Linked DNA regions of Mus musculus: regions 1 and 3 are each linked to region 2. The links are chromatin contacts, called in public promoter capture Hi-C maps. All regions are on one chromosome and are shown on one strand. The core of a region is the stretch at or near the end of the contact, and the rest is flanking DNA. Distances in the headings are between cores, read along the strand shown.

Region 1 (2,700 bases), core at 9-2,508, 470 kb before region 2:
CCCTATCTAAATCCCTCCCCCACAAAAAATCAAAACCAAATCAAACCAAACCAAAACTCAAAAGCAAGCAAAACCCCAAACCATTAGAAAACAAAAACAATTAGAGAGAACATGAGAGAGAGAGAGAGAGAGAGAGGGAGAGAGAGAGAGCTTCAACCTCAAGACTCAGTCTTACACTTGAGTTCTACCCTTCAGCCTTTCAAGAGTAGCCTAAGGATCAAGATTCCTCTAAGATCAAGAAGCAGACTCCCTGGGAGTGAGTGACACCCAGCAAGTTGCTTCTCTGGACCCCAGTTTCCCCTTTGATAGCTTATGTTGCAATCTGTATAGCAACTAAGATAGTTCTGGGCTGGGGATGCTGGGCTGGGCGTAGGAGCACTAGATTGGCTCTTGGCCCACTTCTGCATCCCTGGGCAGGTGAGGAAGGAAAATAGCCGAGAAATCCACCTGTAGGCCTCTGGTGTTAGACAGGCTGCAGGGCCAGGCTCCAGGGCTGAAGGCTGAGTGGGGATTCTGTGCGGCTCTGGAAGAGCATGGTTTCATAGCCCTGGAGGCCACAGTATGTGTGTGTGTGTGTGTGTGTGTGTGTGTGTTGGAGGGGGGTGGCAAACTGTTCTTTTAGGCTCCCATTTGCACCCTAGCAGGGTCTAGTAGTTAACCTCCCAAGGCAGGGAGTGGGCAGGAAGGACCAAGGCAGCATGGGCTGAAGTGCATCTCCCTACCCAGGTCTAAAGAAAGCTTCCTTTCCTAGTCCTTGAACCCTAGTCTTGGACCTTGTTAAGGAAGACACTAATCCTAAAGGATAAGGAAGGACTCGCATCCCCTAAATAAAGAGGCCCCACCCCCAGGTCAGGCTAGGAGGGACAAGGCATTATCTCTCTGAGTTTAGGCATCTGTTGTAGTGGTCGGCGAACGTTTATGAGCCCCTCAGATTCCAGGACAAATGTATAGGAAGTAGAAGACAGGCCTTTAACTGGATGAATGAGTCCTGGGAAAAGAGGGCAAAGAGAAGGAGGTGGTGGCAATCTCTGACCAAGTAGGAGAGTCCCTGGCACAAGCCACTTCTCCCTTCCTCTTACCCCCTTGCCCCTGGAGATCCCCTGCCTCCTGGTGGGGCCCAGAGGGCAGGTTCAGGGAACTGCTCAGCCCGGGGTGGGTCACATAGGGCTTCAGAGATCGGCTTCCTTAGCTTTACACTGGGGCTGGCATTTTAAGCCTTTGCCCTGCCTGGGCCAGCCGGAGGGCAGAGGGCAAGGCCAATGGGGGCATGTTTTGGCAGGTAAACACAGCCTAAGTTGGAAGAGGCTAGGCCGGCATTTGTGCTGGGTTTACAATTGGCTCCTAGTTAGCCCGGATGGCTGGTCGCCGAGTGACTGAAGCCAGCCAGCATGTTTCCATTGGCCTGAGGTTCCTGGAGAGGAGTGGGGCAATCCTCCCCTTCCCTTTCACCTCTATTCCCCCTGGGGGCTGCAGGGAATGGCTTCTCCCTGGGTTCTTCCTTCTCTAACGAGAAGGGCTTCAGTGGAGGCTCACAGTTTCCTTTGCTTCCATCAGCCCGGGTTTGGGGCTGGCTGTGCTAGGCTTGGGCTGTGGCAGAGCTCTGGGGAGGAAAGGGCCTCTTCCCCAGAAAACTCTCAGATTGATGGATGACACATGCTCTACACCCCGGTGCCCCCACAAACTTGAAATCCACAATACAGGTTCCATGTGTCACCCACTGTCAGTTGAAAAAGCATAGTTAGTTTGCCTAGATGGTATATTTTATCCAAACCAGATGCAGGCTGCCTAACTAAACTATGACACAGTGCCTTCTTGTTACTGGTTGCAAGGGACATCCTGATTTCAGAGATGTGGGAGAATGTGAAAAATGTGTGTCAGAGAATCGAACTAAAGTTAAAAACATTTTCATCAGCGTCTCTCTTGTACACATTCCTCCCTCCCTGCAGCCAATGCTGTTTACTTAGAACACTTGACGTTATTAGACGTGCAGAGCCAGCAATGCGGTTCCTGGTACATGAGGAACTTGGTTCATTGAATGTCAACTCTTAAGCAAAATTATTTACGCATATACATCTGTGTTTGTGTCCGCATATGCATACATGCATGTGAGTGCTCTTGAAGACTGGAGCTGTCGCACTGCCTGACATAGGGAATGGGAACCAAGCTCTGGCCCTCGGGAAGAGCAGCACGTGCTCTTAATTGCTGAGCCTCCCCTTCGCGTATGGATTCATGGCTACCACAGTTTTTGGTACATAGATTTCATATGCACATGAAAGTCTGTTGGTGTGTTACTTGTTTTGTTTTTGTTGTTGTTGTTTTGTTTTTGAGACAGGGTTTCTCTGTGTTGCCCTGGCTGTCCTGGAACTCACTTTGTAGACCAGGCTGGCCTCGAACTTAGAAATCTGCCTGCCTCTGCCTCCCAAGTGCTTGGATTAAAGGCATGCGCCACCATGCCACCATGCCCGGCATGTTTTTTGTTTTTTGTTTTTTTTTTTTAAATCATCAACCTGACACAAACCGGAATAGCATAGGAAGAGGAAATTTCAGGTGAAGAATTACTTCCATTGGATCGGCTGTGCTTGTGTGTGTGTGTGTGTGTGTGTGTGTGTGTGAGAGAGAGAGAGAGAGAGAGAGAGAGAGAGGCTGTCTTACCTGTTTTACTTTTTATTGTTTGTTAGAGGCAGGGTCTCTTCATATATA
Region 2 (2,700 bases), core at 37-2,536:
CCCACAGAGGCCAGAAGAGGGCACCAGATCCCCTGGAGCTGGAGTTAGAGGAGCTTGTGAGGACTGGAAACTAAACCTGGGTCTTCCGCAAGAGCAGGACTCTTAACTATTGAGCCATTCCTGGCCCATGCGTACAGTTCTTAGGTGTGTAGCCTGGCAGAGGTGTGCATGTCATGGCTCCCACCTAGATGGAAAGATACATCTCGACATATCATAGGCACCACTGCGCCCCTAGCAATCAGCACCCCCAAAGGCACCCAGGCCTAGTGGTTTTATCCAAGTCCCCAGGGGCCCCAGGAGACCGGGAGGACTGACATGCGTGCTGAAGCCTTGCCTGTGTCCGCAGCCTGGCCAGGATAGCCGCTGGCTGCCGGTTTTGGTCGCCTCGAGGATTGTGTTTATTCCCCTGCTGATGCTCTGCAACGTGAAGGCTCGCCACTGCGGCGCGCAGCGGCACCACTTCGTCTTTAAGCATGACGCCTGGTTCATCGCCTTCATGGCTGCCTTTGCCTTCTCCAATGGCTACCTCGCCAGCCTCTGCATGTGCTTCGGGCCCAAGTGAGTCGGGCCATGAGGGGATTTGGTGACATCAGGCAGGACTTACAGGGAGATGGCAGTAGGAGAGTCCCTCCCCATCTCATAGCTGCACGGAGTTGGAGTTGCTGGGGGGTTTTAAGGGGCAGTGGAGGTAAGGGCTTGCTAATGTGCTCCTGCTGAGCTGTGTGGGAAGGGATTAAGACAGGGTGGAGGATGGTCCCTAGACACAGTCTCCCAAGAAGTGGGCTGGGATTGGGAGTGTTGGAAGGTTTGGGGGTGGGGGGACAGGGCTGGGCTCAGCTTGCCTAAGATTACCCTGCCTTTCCTTTTAGGAAAGTCAAACCAGCTGAGGCGGAGACAGCAGGAAACATCATGTCCTTCTTTCTGTGTCTGGGCCTGGCTCTGGGAGCTGTGTTGTCCTTCTTGTTAAGGGCACTTGTGTGACCCTGTGGGGACAGAAGAACTACACTGCCTGCTTCCTGCTCACTTCCTTCCCTGCCAGGGACGAGCAGGGGTCGAGAGGGGCTGTTCTTCTAGCTGACTTCTGCTTTCCTCTGGACTGTGCTTCGCCCAGCTGTCCAGGAGCCAGCGATGGCCTGCGGGTGGACTTGGAATTCAGGGTCAGAATGGCAAGGGCTCAATGGCCTCTGACTGACAGCTCCGACTGATGCCCGCTTACTCCAAGCACAAGAGACTCCAGGGCCAAGAGAGATCTGTCCGCCTGCCTATCACAGGATAGGGCGGAGGCGGATGGCTGATTGGTGTCGTGTGACCTGATGTCCCTCCCCTTGCCCTTCTTCCTTCTGTGCCTGTTCCATGTCCCCAGCCCTTGTCATTTTACTGCCTTTTTTATACTGACAGAAACCAGGTGCCTTCAGAGGCCATCTGATTAAATAAACATTTTTTTTCTCCATAGCTCTGTGCATCCTTCCAAGGTTTAACTAACTCCTTGGAGAGGAGAGAAGGCTGGCAGCCTGAGTCTAGGTTTCTGCAATGACCCAAGCCTGGGCCTGGGTATAAGGGGGAGGATGCAGTCCTTCAGTCTCAGAGGGGCTGCAGCGCCCCCTACTGGGGACACAGGGAAGAGACAGGCCTGGAGCCAAGACGCCACCCAGACTGTGGCCCAGATTTAGAAAGATGTAGCCCGAGTGGTCTTCACATTCCATAAGTACCTGAAGGTGGCCTTGAACCGCTTCCTATGTGCTGGTACTGCAGCTGTGTACCACCATGTCCTGGATCTAGGGATCAAGTCCAGGGCTTTGTGCATGCTAGGCAAGCGCTCTGCTAGCCGAGCTATGCCCCAGCCCCTCTTTCTCATTTCAAGGGCCTGGAAATGGAGGCAGCTTTGTCTTCCCCGCTACCTTCCCCTCCCCCACCACGCTGTCCTCAGCTCCTGGAATGAACTCTGCCAAACTGGCCAGCCCCACCCCCAGCTCCTGGCCATACTCCCACATCCCTGGGCAGGAAAAGGCTGAGGCCTGGGCTCTCCCTTACCTTGGCTCCAGGCCCTGACACCAAAGCCCAGGCTGCCAGACTTCCTGGAGAACAACGGGCCTATGTGTCCTCATGTTGGCGTTGGACCTCCCCGTTCTTCAGCCATACTGTGGTCTGAGGAAGGGTGTGTTGGTATGGGATGTGAGACTCCCTCGGTGGAGGGGGCGCTGATGCTCCAGCTCAGGACTGACTGGAACTGAGAGGAACACTCTGGTCCTAAGTGCCCCTTGTCCCCAGCCCTGGGAGACAGAAGCTTTTGCCCCGCCCCATCTCCCAAGCCCCCTCCCCCAAGGCTGCATGTTCTCTCATCCTCTACCAGCTGATGGCTACAGGGGTGGCCCTACTGTTGGGACTTCCTTTTTTCACAGAAATTTCATTTAAACTAGTGGTTCTCAAACTTCCTAGTGCTTCAACACTTTTAACACAGTTCCTCATGGGGTGAGCCCCAACCATAAAATTATTTTCGTTGCTGTTTCATAACTGCAATTCTGCTGCTGTTATGAGTCGTTCTATAAATATCTGTTTTCCCATGGTCTTGGGTGACCCCTGTGAAAGGGTCCTTAGACCCACCCCAAAGGGGTCACAATCCACAGGTGGAGAACTGATTTAAACAAAGGCTTCAGACTTTCGTGAGAAGTAGTGTATTTTCTTTTGTTTTTGTTTTTTTTA
Region 3 (2,700 bases), core at 1-2,500, 420 kb before region 2:
GCTTTCTCAACTGCCTTGCACCCTGGGAGGGCCTTAACCCCTTCCTGAGAGACAGAGGAGACAGTACAGAGCATGAGCTCTGGGGACTGGCTAAATGGACCAGGGGTTCCCTTTTTACTGTGAGAGTCTGCTGTGGGGACATAGCCTGTCTTAGGGAACCCTGGTCTGAGGGAGACTTACCCCCATCTTTAGGGAGTCCACATCAAAAGGCCCTGTCCTCAAGAAGCCCAGTCAGGTGGCCCCAGTGGAACTTCATCTTGGTCTGTCCCAGGAGGTGGTTGCTCTAGTGGGACCCTGCCTTGGCGAAACGTCTTCCAGGACCCCGATCTCTTTGCCCTGTGCTGCCTGACTGCAGTTAGATGTGTGGTAATGTCCCTGGGGGTGGGGAGGTGGGGGACACGTCCCCAGACTGTTTGGTTGGTTTTGGAGGAGTGGTGATATCTAAGGGTGGAGGGCGGATGCTTCCATCTTTCGCTCTCTACTTCCCTTCTGCCATCACGTTCCTGGGTTTATTGTCCCTGACAGATTACGGGTGTGTAAACACCTTATTAAAATCCCTGCTTAGGGGCGGAGAGATGGCTTAGTGGGTAAAGGTACCAGTTCTCACTAAGTCTGATGATCTGAATTTGATCCCACAACCCACATAATAGGAGAGAACTGCACAAGCGTGTGTGTGTGTGTGTGTGTGTGTGTGTACGCGCGCACGTACACGTGTGCTCATTCTCTCTTGAGTGCAAGCAAGCACATGTATGCACACATACACATGCACACACACATATATATAAATAAGTATAATTTAAATAAGCCTCAGTTTAGATTAAGGACTAGAAAGGATTTTAGCAATTTGAGTTGCAGATCAGGGAGGATGGAGGCCCAGAGAGAGAGAGAGAGAGAGAGAGAGAGAGAGAGAGAGAGAGAGAGAGAGTGTGTGTGTGTGTGTGTGGTCACATGGCCAGTGACAGAGGTAACAGAGTTCAGCCCCACCCTGGTAGGCGGGACTTTTGAAGACTTGGGATGTGGGGTCATCTAACACATCCCACATGCGTGGGTGGCAGGTACCCAAGGCATGCAGTGATGGGTGGGTACATCTGTACTAGGTGCTCGGTAGGAAGCTGTGCGTTCACGTGAGTTTTACCTTGAGAGATCTGCTCTTCTTATATCTGACTGTGGGGGAAGGGAAGGCCAGGTCTGCACCAGGGACATCAGGCTGGTCTTATCCCATTCAGGGCTGAGTCCACTTGGCCCATCCCTCTTGAGCCAAGGGTAGAGGGCAATGAGTCACAGATGACTCAGGTGCTGGAGGCCACAGCCACGCGTGGCACGTGACAGCGGAAGGCAGCCAGATCTGTTCCCGGACAGACAGGTGACCCAGGAAGCTGACACGGAGCTTTTGTTCCTAGAGAACGGGAAGAACTATTTGCAGGCTGGAGTGGGGTGACAAACAGCACAAGCTTGCCTATCTGCCAGAGCTATGACAAATGGTCTAGCTGGGCTGTTCCTCCTGCAAGTGGGAAGACATTGTCCTGACCAAACGTCCTCCTCAGACATACAGGGCTAAGGTCACCACCGTGGAAAAGCATTTTTTTTTTCTCACATTGGTTCAGGTAGAGAGTGCAAAGCCTTGTCCTACTGGTTGATTCCCAGACCTGACCTGGAAGAAACAGCATCTTGCATACGGTCAACATCCTGGGTTCAAATCCCCTGTGTGTCCTGGACGGCATCATTTCCTGTTGGAAGTGATGGAAACTTTAACACCCCGGGAGATCCCTTTCAGCTGCTCTCACATGGGAGAGCATTGGAGCCCGGGCTGGAGCCTCCACAATGTCCTCTGCCTCCTCCTTGCTTGAGGTGAGGCATCAGGATGGTGCTGGGAGCAGAGCCAGTGTTGGCCCTGCAGGGGCGTGGCCTAAGGTCCCGTCCACCTGCAACCCAGGATGATTACAGGGTGAGCCGCTGGGACCAGACACTGTAATCTGCATCTCTCCTCTTGGCAGGCCCAGTGACTTCTTTCCGTCCAGTTCACTTTTTTTTTTTTTTCTGAGAGTGCTTGAAAACTGGGGCCGTCCCACTCTGTGGGGTGAAGCTGAAGGCAAATGGAGAGCTGGGACAAGCAGGAATGGAGATGGGGAGAAAGCCAGGGAGTGGAGGGGAGCGGGGAGAGAGGCCTAGACCTCAGAAGGCTCGGCCCTATCTGGCAGACGGGAAAAAGAGGAGCATCCCCCATCCCTGTGCTCCCAGCCCAGCCTAGCTAGACCTTGCTGTCATCCCTCCTTAGATAGCTACCTGTGTCTTATCACTTCCTATCATGAAGAATGGGAGAGTCACATTGGGTCACCTTATATCTCAAATCCTGGTGATTTTTCTTGTCCCCCCTCCTCCGGGAGGAAAAAGCTAAATTCTTATAATGGTGATCTCAAGACCCCCAACATGATCCCTTCCAAGAGCAACAAGTCCAGTCTACAGGCAGCTGCCATGCTCCTGCCCCAGGATCTTTGCACACTGTTTCCCTTGGCCTAGGATGTTCTATGTGTATCTGCAGGACCTATTTCCTCATCTTCAAGTATTTGCTCACATGTCACCTTAGAGTGAGGCTGACCCTGGGCACATCTATGCTCGTGCTTGAGTGTGTGTGCACATGTGCATGCGTGTGTGCATGTGTGTATATGTGTGCAAGCCACGGCTTGCATGTATCAGATACAT

What was found. Promoter capture Hi-C pulls out the DNA fragments that hold promoters and counts their contacts. Capture Hi-C pulls out chosen DNA fragments and counts their contacts.
Region 1: a promoter capture Hi-C map of liver shows a contact between it and region 2, with 2.9 times the contacts expected there. The contact joins two enhancer-like sites. A contact is called at or near these places in 3 of 39 promoter capture datasets (the HPC-7 cell line, cranial neural crest and liver), 5 of 484 Hi-C or Micro-C datasets (B cells, the Ba/F3 cell line, the G1E-ER4 cell line and 2 more), 5 of 115 datasets of contacts at active chromatin or transcription factors (bone marrow-derived dendritic cells, bone marrow-derived macrophages, double positive thymocytes and 2 more) and 4 of 9 other capture datasets (adipose tissue, liver, macrophages and 1 more).
Region 3: a contact with region 2 is called in a promoter capture Hi-C map of pancreatic islet. The contact joins two enhancer-like sites. A contact is called at or near these places in 1 of 39 promoter capture datasets (liver), 2 of 115 datasets of contacts at active chromatin or transcription factors (bone marrow-derived macrophages and pancreatic cancer cells) and 2 of 9 other capture datasets (adipose tissue and pancreatic islet).

Annotation. Positions count from the first base shown.
Region 1 is chr17:46,055,144-46,057,843 of GRCm38.p6, reverse strand. No RefSeq gene overlaps it. Among named protein-coding and RNA genes, the nearest start is that of Vegfa, 24 kb to the right of the region's middle. Within about 2 kb of position 1,258, at least 18 of the 459 cell types and tissues checked have an H3K27ac peak or open chromatin away from gene starts, as enhancers often do. A contact at or near this core is called in adipose tissue and liver, where this site is marked.
Region 2 is chr17:45,583,952-45,586,651 of GRCm38.p6, reverse strand. Slc29a1 (solute carrier family 29 (nucleoside transporters), member 1) reads left to right here. Exons shown (of 14, transcript NM_001357771.2): 13 at 347-558; 14 at 870-1,452. The coding sequence ends at 981. Among named protein-coding and RNA genes, the nearest start is that of Slc29a1, 10 kb to the left of the region's middle. Within about 2 kb of position 1,286, at least 225 of the 459 cell types and tissues checked have an H3K27ac peak or open chromatin away from gene starts, as enhancers often do. A contact at or near this core is called in adipose tissue, liver, pancreatic cancer cells and 1 more, where this site is marked.
Region 3 is chr17:46,002,966-46,005,665 of GRCm38.p6, reverse strand. No RefSeq gene overlaps it. Among named protein-coding and RNA genes, the nearest start is that of Vegfa, 28 kb to the left of the region's middle. Within about 2 kb of position 1,250, at least 72 of the 459 cell types and tissues checked have an H3K27ac peak or open chromatin away from gene starts, as enhancers often do. A contact at or near this core is called in adipose tissue, liver, pancreatic cancer cells and 1 more, where this site is marked.